Regions from separate parts of the Pan troglodytes genome. Here region 2 is linked to region 1. A link is a contact called in public Hi-C data. All regions are on one chromosome and are shown on one strand. The core of a region is the stretch at or near the end of the contact, and the rest is flanking DNA. Distances in the headings are between cores, read along the strand shown. Region 1 holds the start of AGPAT5 (1-acylglycerol-3-phosphate O-acyltransferase 5). Region 2 overlaps AGPAT5 (1-acylglycerol-3-phosphate O-acyltransferase 5).

The links. Hi-C and Micro-C count contacts between places; a contact is called where the count stands out from the background.
Region 2: a contact with region 1 is called in a Hi-C map of a lymphoblastoid cell line, with 2.0 times the contacts expected there. The contact joins the enhancer-like site here to the promoter of AGPAT5 in region 1. A contact is called at or near these places in 1 of 7 Hi-C or Micro-C datasets (a lymphoblastoid cell line) and 1 of 1 datasets of contacts at active chromatin or transcription factors (stem cell-derived excitatory neurons).

What each region holds. Positions count from the first base shown.
Region 1 is chr7:13,725,774-13,730,003 of NHGRI_mPanTro3-v2.0_pri, reverse strand. AGPAT5 (1-acylglycerol-3-phosphate O-acyltransferase 5) reads right to left here and starts at 1,807. Exons shown (of 8, transcript NM_001428035.1): 1 at 1,471-1,807. The coding sequence starts at 1,689.
Region 2 is chr7:13,767,340-13,771,561 of NHGRI_mPanTro3-v2.0_pri, reverse strand. All of the region lies in intron 6 of AGPAT5 (1-acylglycerol-3-phosphate O-acyltransferase 5), which reads right to left. Among named protein-coding and RNA genes, the nearest start is that of AGPAT5, 41 kb to the right of the region's middle. Within about 2 kb of position 2,286, at least 10 of the 24 cell types and tissues checked have an H3K27ac peak or open chromatin away from gene starts, as enhancers often do. A contact at or near this core is called in a lymphoblastoid cell line, where this site is marked.

The sequences.
Region 1 (4,230 bases), core at 558-3,057:
TTGAATAGACGGTGGGGGGAATGATTAGATTAAATGTTTTCAAAATCACTTGCTGGGAAATCAAGAAGTAAACTGGAGCTCTGAACATCAGGTAAGTTATGCAATTTCAGAAACACTGCTAGGTTTTACAGCCATTTAAAAAAATAAGAACGTGCCAAACCAAAAAATCCTTCAATGGTGTATTCTGCATCATATTGTGTACGCTTTGAACAAAAATAACATAACCCGCCACAGATAGAATTATTTTTTTAAGAGGTGAATGACTTTGTGTTCTGAGCTTATATCCCATCCCAGGCCAGTTGTCACATGATGTGGAAGTAAAAACTTAATCATGATAAAAATCATACATTTAGACAAACTTGGTGGAGTTACCATATAAAGGGAAAAAATTAGCCTGAATTATTGAAATTTTTAAATGAGGCTCATTTTAAACGTCAATTACCAGGAAACCATGATCTGGAACAGTATCTTTTTTTCTTTCCAAGGAGACACTTACAGACACTGGTTTAAATGGAGGCCCTGGCCTCTTCTAGTTCCTTCCCCCCAAACAACTTCCAACTGGGGCCATCAAGGGTCGATCAGCAGTGCAACTGCAAACTAAATATAGTAGCTGACTGACCACAGGGTAAAAACAGCTGCTGTAGGTGGAAAAAAAAAAAGTTAAAAAGACAAAATGATACCGTCCCATTTTCCCCATCCCACCCTAACCCTACCAAGAAAAGTAAAAGAGAACTAGGTGGACATTAGGAATAACCAAGAATAAAGCTGTTCTTTCAAACTGAGAAATAAAAGAAAAAATCACCTTTTTTTTTATAACATTTCAAATACCTACTGTTAAAGATGGTTTGTTTCTCAAGTTTAATCTACGAATCCAATCTCTACAGAGAAACAGTAACAGAAAGAAAGTAATCAGACAACAGATCACCCACACATTCAAGCCCAGTTAAAGTTGGCAAGAATTGTATCTAGTTAGGCTTCTACGGTAACAAATGTATTCATTTCCTCGCCCAGCTTTCACTTGTCCAGGGGAAAGAACACAAGACCGAATTGTACTTCTGTTTCAAGAGGTCACTGTAAAAGCGCACTTCGGAGGGTAGACGTCTCCGATCTCTTCCAACATGACCATCTCTTTGGACCAAAGGCCAGAAACTGCTAAACGCGTGCCCTATTATTTAAAACGTGCATCTGCACCCACTTTGCTAAGCAGCATCAGACCCAGGCGAGGGGCGGGGAAAGGGGCGGCGGGTCCCACTCGTAGCCTCAGGACGACGCAGCCACAGCTTCCTAGAGCGCGATCTCGGCAGAACGGCAGGAAGCAGGCGGAGAGGAAGGCGGGGAGGCGGCACGTGCTCTCCGTGCTGAGTCCGCCGGGCCGGCCGGGTGACCCTCGCCAGCTGTGGGGGAGCGGAGAGGTCCGCGCCCTCGGGAGCTCGGGTGGACGCCGAGACCCGGGAGCGGGAGGCGGCTCACCTGGACCCCGGTGTAATTCTCGAAGAAGAAGAGCACCATGCTCTGGTAGACGCAGTAGAGCCGGTCGTCCAGCGCTTGGTAGAAGCGGGCGGGCAGGAAGGCGGAGAGCAGCCGCCAGACCCCCCAGGCCAGCACGTAGGTGGGCGCCGTGCCCAGAAGCACGACGCTGGGCAGCAGGTAGCGCATGGAGTACGTGTGGAGCACCAGGGACAGCAGCATCTTCTCAGCTCGGCGGCAGCGAGCTCCGCCTGCGCTCCCCGCCCGCCGCCCGGGCCTCAGTCGCGGCCAGCAGGCGGCCAATCACCGCCCGGGCCCGGGCCGCCGCGCCCGCCACCCGCTCCCAGCCTCCGCCCCCAGCCGCATGGGCCGCGCCGCCGCCGGGGGCCGGGTAGGCGAGTGCGGGTCTGCGTGCGCCGCTCGCGGCGGCAAAGCAAGGGAACCCGCGGCCCTCCCGGATCGATGGCTCAGGGATGCTCACACCCCATGACCCTCACCCATCGCCACATCCCCCTGCCGGGGCAGGGGGCTCCGCGGCAATAACGCGCCTTCTGATTGGTCGCCCGTTGCCATAGTTCCACCTCGGCGGCAATAACACGTCTCTTGATTGGTTGGTTTGGGCCGACAGTTGAAGTACAGCTACCTGCTGGGCGCGCGGGCAACCCGGCTCCGGCCACTGCGCATGCTCCCCAGCTGGGCCGGCTGCGGACGCGGGAAGGGAGATGGTGGTGACTGACGGAGCTGGGTGAAGGTGGGTGCTGGCCGGAGGAGGGTCCGGGTGCCTCTTGTTCTGCTCCCTCCGGCCGGACGTGCGCGCGGGCAGGTTCAAGGGTCGCTGGAGCTGCCTGGAACGCGCACCTGCTGCTCACAAGCCCCTGGGCGCCGGGATGCACACAATTAGAGCAGTGAGAAAGGGGGTGTCAGCGTTATCGGAGGTCTAATTCTTGCAGGCACCTGGGCCCAGGTTGTAGGCAGCTCGGCCCAGGTCGCGGGGCAGCTCGAGTGTCCCCATCTGCTCACTGCCAGTCCTTTGCAAGGGGACGCCGCCTCCTCAGCCTCCCCTCTGAGTGCGCAGCAGCCCCTCCTGCCCGTCTCTCGCTACCAGGGTGTTTCAGAATTAGGGTCCGTGTTTTTCCCCATCACAGTAATGATGATAATTACATGTTTATGCATAGCTGAAGAACAACCGCACAAGGATATTTCCATACTGTTTATTAGACCTTTTCAGAATTCACTCTTGCTTCATTTCCTCAGAGTCTGTTGGACTTGTTTCTGATTTTTTTTTAATAAGGAGCCTCGTTTTTTTCTGTAGTAATTAAAGTAGTTGCGTGCACATGCGTAATCCATAAAAAGCATAGTTTTGTAGCCTTCACTAAAAGCTAGGAAGGCTGGATAACTGTTTTATTGATGTTAAAGCAGATCCACAGGGCTTTTGAATCTTTCTCCTCCCCTTTGGCTGTAGTAAAAATGGTTTAATATGTAACCCTTTTCAAGGATAGTTGTACTTTAAAAGAATGCCGAATGCTTTACCATATATATATATATATATATATTCCCCCCCCCCCCCCCACCACCACCATAATGGAAGCCTGTGCTACCTTTAGGCAGGACGGCATTTCAGTGGGAAATTCTAATCAGGGCCAAGATGGTAGCTACTTTCTTTATACATGATTAACATCAAATAACAACATCATTGGTAGATGGTAACCTTTGGGGACAAAGCCAGGTGAATGGAGATCTCTCAAGTAACAAGTATTTGAAGGCCAGCAGGAAGCATTACACAGTAGAAGGAGCTTCTCTCTTTCTGTGGCTGTCATTGCCCTGTACTGTAAGAAGCACTAGGTTTAGTACTGGTGGAAAAAAGTCACGGGTGTGGACAGTGTGCACAACTAATGCTCCTTATGCTTTCTTTAACTGAGACCAGACATCTCTACACTAGAACAGTGTGCGAAAAGATAAAGCAGGTTCTGTGTTCACGTTAGGATTGCTGTGTATAAAGTCAGTAAAGATGTGTTTATGTGTAAATTTGTTACTGTGAATCACCCCAGGTTACTGTTAGTCACCAACTTGTAAACTTTTGTGCAATGTTTGCCATGAAAACACAGAACTTAACTTTCTCTTGTTCCCTCTTTATCTCCAAACCCAGCTCCTGACTATCAGTTATTCTCTGTCCTGCTCCCACTCCTCTCTTCCTGTGAACAGTCACAGATCCACCCTCTCTTTCTGCCACTACCTGGCCCTGTTTTTCTGTTGTTGTTTTTTTTTTTTTTTTGTCCTTTTTCCGTGCAAACCTCTTAGTTGATAATCAGCCCACACCCTCTGCCTCCTTACCTTGTACTTTTGTTGAGCCCTTGCAGTCTGATGACCTTTTCCTCACCTTTACTGGAATGGTGCTTCTTTCAGAGCACAGCTGACTTCCTCCTTTGCATACCCTGCTGGGCACCAGTGGAACAGTGAAAGGTGAATTCTGTCTATGCCTTCCTTGTACAACATTTAACAAGTAGTTACCTGTGGGATGAAAAGGGGACATACATGGTTCTATGGGAGCATATATCAAGGCAATCTAATTTAGTCTGGAGACAAGGAAGACTTCTCAGTGAAATGGTATTTCAGGTGAAGCTTGAGGGACTTAGTGGGCTTTCCATGGGAGAATGGCACATTTGAACGCCTGAAGCTGAGAAAACAGCATATTCTCATGCATAGCACTGGAGTGGGCCACAATTTTCTTTTTAAAATTTGTTGAGATGCCCCTTGAAAGAATGC
Region 2 (4,222 bases), core at 1,037-3,536, 41 kb before region 1:
GGACAGGTGAACTTGTGGAGATTTTTCCTTCTTCTTTGGGTTATCTGTAATCCCCCCTTCCCTGATCCATTTTTTTTTTTTAGGCAGATTCTTGCTCTGTCAGCCAGGCTAGAGTCCAGTGGCACGATCTTAGCTCACTGCAACTGCTGCCTCCCGGATTCAAGCGATTCTCCTACCTCAGCCTCCTGAGTAGCTGGGATTACAGGTGCCTACCACTGTGCCCGGCTAATTTTTGTATTTTTAGTAGAGATGGGATTTCACCGTGTTGGCCACGCTGGTCTAGAACTCCTGACCTTGTGATCCACCCGCCTCAGCATCCCAAAGTGCTGGGATTACAGGCCTCCATATTTTTAAATATAAAAATATTAATAGAAATGGAAAGTATATATGTTGTAATATGAAAATACTGGTAGAAAAAACTTAACTAGGATCATACACAATACTTAAATAGAATACCAAAGGTTGTCCTTAAGCACACAATTTATTACATTACACCAGCCACTTCAGAAATATAATTAAAAAAAATCAATAGTAATCAAATTACACTGTTTCACCTCTGCCGCAATGACATCTTCCATGATTACAAGAAGCAGTGAACCACGAGAGAATGCCCAGGTGGGCTTTGATTTATACCTCCCTTAAAATGAAACTTACACCATAAAACGGGAAGGACAAGGGACACTGCTGGCTGCCTCTCCTCAACATGAGACCTCATGAAGGTGACTACAAGAATTCCTGTAGCATTTGTTAGCACTGCAGCTTCTACAGCTTCCCAGCTCTCACCTGCAGAGCGTCCTGGTGGCAACGTGGAGTGGAGCAGAGGCCCTGCATGTTCAACAATCACTGCAGCTAATTCTGACAAACAGTGATCCCCCAGAATGCTTTGAGAAACACTGGGTCATGGCATATCAACAATCTACCAACTTCAGAAAAAAATTATTTCTTAATTGCATCATAAAATATGAATATTAAATAGCCTACTACATATAGAGATAATATTTAATACTAATGAAATTTGGCCACAAAGTACTTACAGTATTCCAAGTTACAGAATTTTCTACCTAACACAACTTATATCAGATGTCATATAATTTAAAGTGACTCTTAAACTAAAGTAGATTATAACCAGACCAGAACACCCATCAATTCATACAAACAACTGAAAGCAGGGCTGAGCCAGTGACAGAAAACAAAACAAAACAATGAAAGCAGGGTTTTTCAAGCTACAGGTTAAAAGCAACACACTAGAAGGAAAAACGTGTTATTATTATATCTTATGTGCACACGTATACATGTTGAATAATGTCTCAGAAAGCGGGAATGCTAAATCTAAAATGTGAATGCATTTGTACATCTGAGAGACATTTCCAAAGCAACTTCTACAAAGGTTTATACTATATTGCATTCCTAACAGCAAAGTATAAAAATGCCTGTTAATACTTGAATCTCACCCACTGAGCCTATGATCAAACCTTGGGATGTTTGCCAATCTAATGGATTAAAAAAAAAAAAAGGTATCCCCTGTAGTTTTCATTTGCACTTATCTTATTATGAATGAGGTTAAATGTGAAATGTCTATTCTTGTTCTTTACCCAGTTTTCTTTCTAGTTATCAGTCACCTTCTTATCAATGTGTAAGTGCACTTTACGCAAGAAGGAACTGACCCCTTTTCTATGATCTAGGTTGCAAATAATTTCCCAGTTTGTCTTTCAGTCTTGATTTTACTCTGGTGTACTTTTCCTTTAATTCAGAAATACTTTATCCTTGACTGAAGTGATAAGATTTTATTTTCTTTATGGTATCTGGGTATGTCAGAAAGGTCAATCTTTCAAAAGGAGACAATTTGTAATGAATACACATAGGCAGTGACCACCCCAAAGCCACAGTCAGCTCACATGTAGCAGAGGATAAGCAGGGCAGTGGGAGGTTGGAACCCAGGCAATGCAACTCACAGAGCGTTTTGGCTTCCTCAAGGCACTTATGATGCAGCTGGGAGGAGAGAAAGACAGAGCCCTGTGTTAAGTGCCAGCACTGTAACACACGCCATCAGTGCCACAGCAGTACTGCAAGAGCAGGGGCAGGAGAAGGCACAGTGCTATGCTGGGAAAGGTGCCGCCTGTCACTCTGGGAGAACAGTAGGCTTGGATGAGGGCAACAAAAGAGAGGGTGGTTTCCTGTGGAAAGCAGGATTGGCCACACAAAGTCTTCAACTACTGAATATGCATGGCGTGCAGAAGGACTCAGTCAGCCAGCTTCACCACGGCCGAGGCTTCACGGCACAGCACAGGAGGAAGCGAAGACAAGGCAGAGCTCACGGCTGGAATGCAGTCCTCCGATGGCAGGCAACAGAGGCTGGCCTTACCCACGAGCTCTGCTGAACCAAGGGGTTCTTAGACAGGAGGGGACATGATAAAAGTAGCAGCATTTAAACAAGGTTATTATGGGGAGTCTATCTGTTTTTCATTGGTTATAAACACTTGTTTAATCTTAAACTATGTTTAATAAACCAATGACAATCTTGATGAACAACTGTCTGTTTTCAAATGCAAAAATAGGTAAGTAACTCCTTCGATAGTTTAAAAGAGAAAAATATTAATATGCCACTTTTTTATAAGAAGGGAGGGATGGTAGAATAAGAAGATATACTTAAATTTGCACATACAACGCACAACAAATTAAGAAAACTGGTTATCGCTAGGAAGGAGAAGGGAAGGCCAGGTAGCAGGGTGGAAAGCAAGGAAGACGTTTCACTGTGCATTTCGTACAGTTTTAATTTTTAAACTGATGCATTACTTATTCTAAACATTTACATTTAAAATGAAAAACACCTTAGTTTTCTACTTTACAATTACTCTGTGTTATATACAATTATGAGAACAATCATCTTTCAGATATAAATATGTTACATTTTTTTTTCCTTCTACCATAACCAATTTTTATACTAGCTAGCCCCTGGGCCTCACTCCTCCAGCCTCCCTCCCTAACTTTCTGCAGTAGGCAGCTGCTCTCTCTTTCAGTCAAAGAGCTTTTCTTTTAAAACTCGAGTGACCCTCATCTTATCATTATTTAACAGACTAATCATTTGACAACTATAATCTCACTGAACTTTGGAAAAATCCCTGACATCCAAAGATGACACACAGACAGTGTTAGATAATGTAACGGTGCACAGTACTACGTCTAGAAGGCCTACGTGTAAGGTTGGGCAGAATAATTTCTATCCTTGCTCACTTCTGAATGCTTTAATAATGTCTACTTTTATAAATGTTTTGTTGTAGTTAAAAATATTACTCTATAAAATTTCCAAGGCACATCAACTTCAGAGGAATGCTTCAGGTGAGGGTTTCCATGTAAAACGTGCTGGAGGCTCATATTTTGAACATCTGCCCTCAGTAGATCCTACTGATACAAGCACACTGACATACATACTAGCTCAACCCCAAACAGCTGATGAGGTAAAAACACAAAGCTCATTTGGGAGGCCGAGGTGCGTGGATCACCTGAGGTAAGGAGTTTGAGACCAGCCTGGCCAACATGGTGAAATCCCATCTCTACTAAAAATACAAATATTAGTCATGCATGGTGGCACACGCATGTAGTTCCAGCTACTCAGGAGGCTGAGGCAGGAGAATCGTGTGAACGTGGGAGGCGGAGGTTGCAGTGAGCCAAGATCGCGCCACTGCACTCCAGCCTGGGCGACAGAGCGAAACTCTTATCTCAAAACAAAAAACGAAAAACAAAAAACCCCATGAAGCCTAGTGTTCTCTCTCAACCCCAGCTCAAACAGATATTTTGAAAAGGAAACAGAAACTCCACACACTTCCCTGTTTGCCTATTTCCATGTTTACATTTCTCTAACAGCTAACACTATGTTTGGTTAGTTTAACTAAGTTATCCTGCTCACTTAAAATTCTATTTTTTTCTGGTTATATCTGACAATAGCTCAGAGGTTCTTAAAACCTAACATGTTTGGGAAAAAAAAGGTCACACTTAACTGTATTTCTTCTTGTCACAATGACACCCAGATTTAATAACTATTTTATGAAAAATACAGCAGAAGGGCAGCACGGACTAATAATGTGCACTCAGTACTGCCGGGCGTGCTCCTGCTTCACGTCTTCCTCCCTTCCACACAGCTTTCCTTTTAAGTGTGAACTTTGAGTAGAAAGAGGCTGGATTAATGATAATTGGTGAGTCCATAGGACTCACACGACAGCCAAGA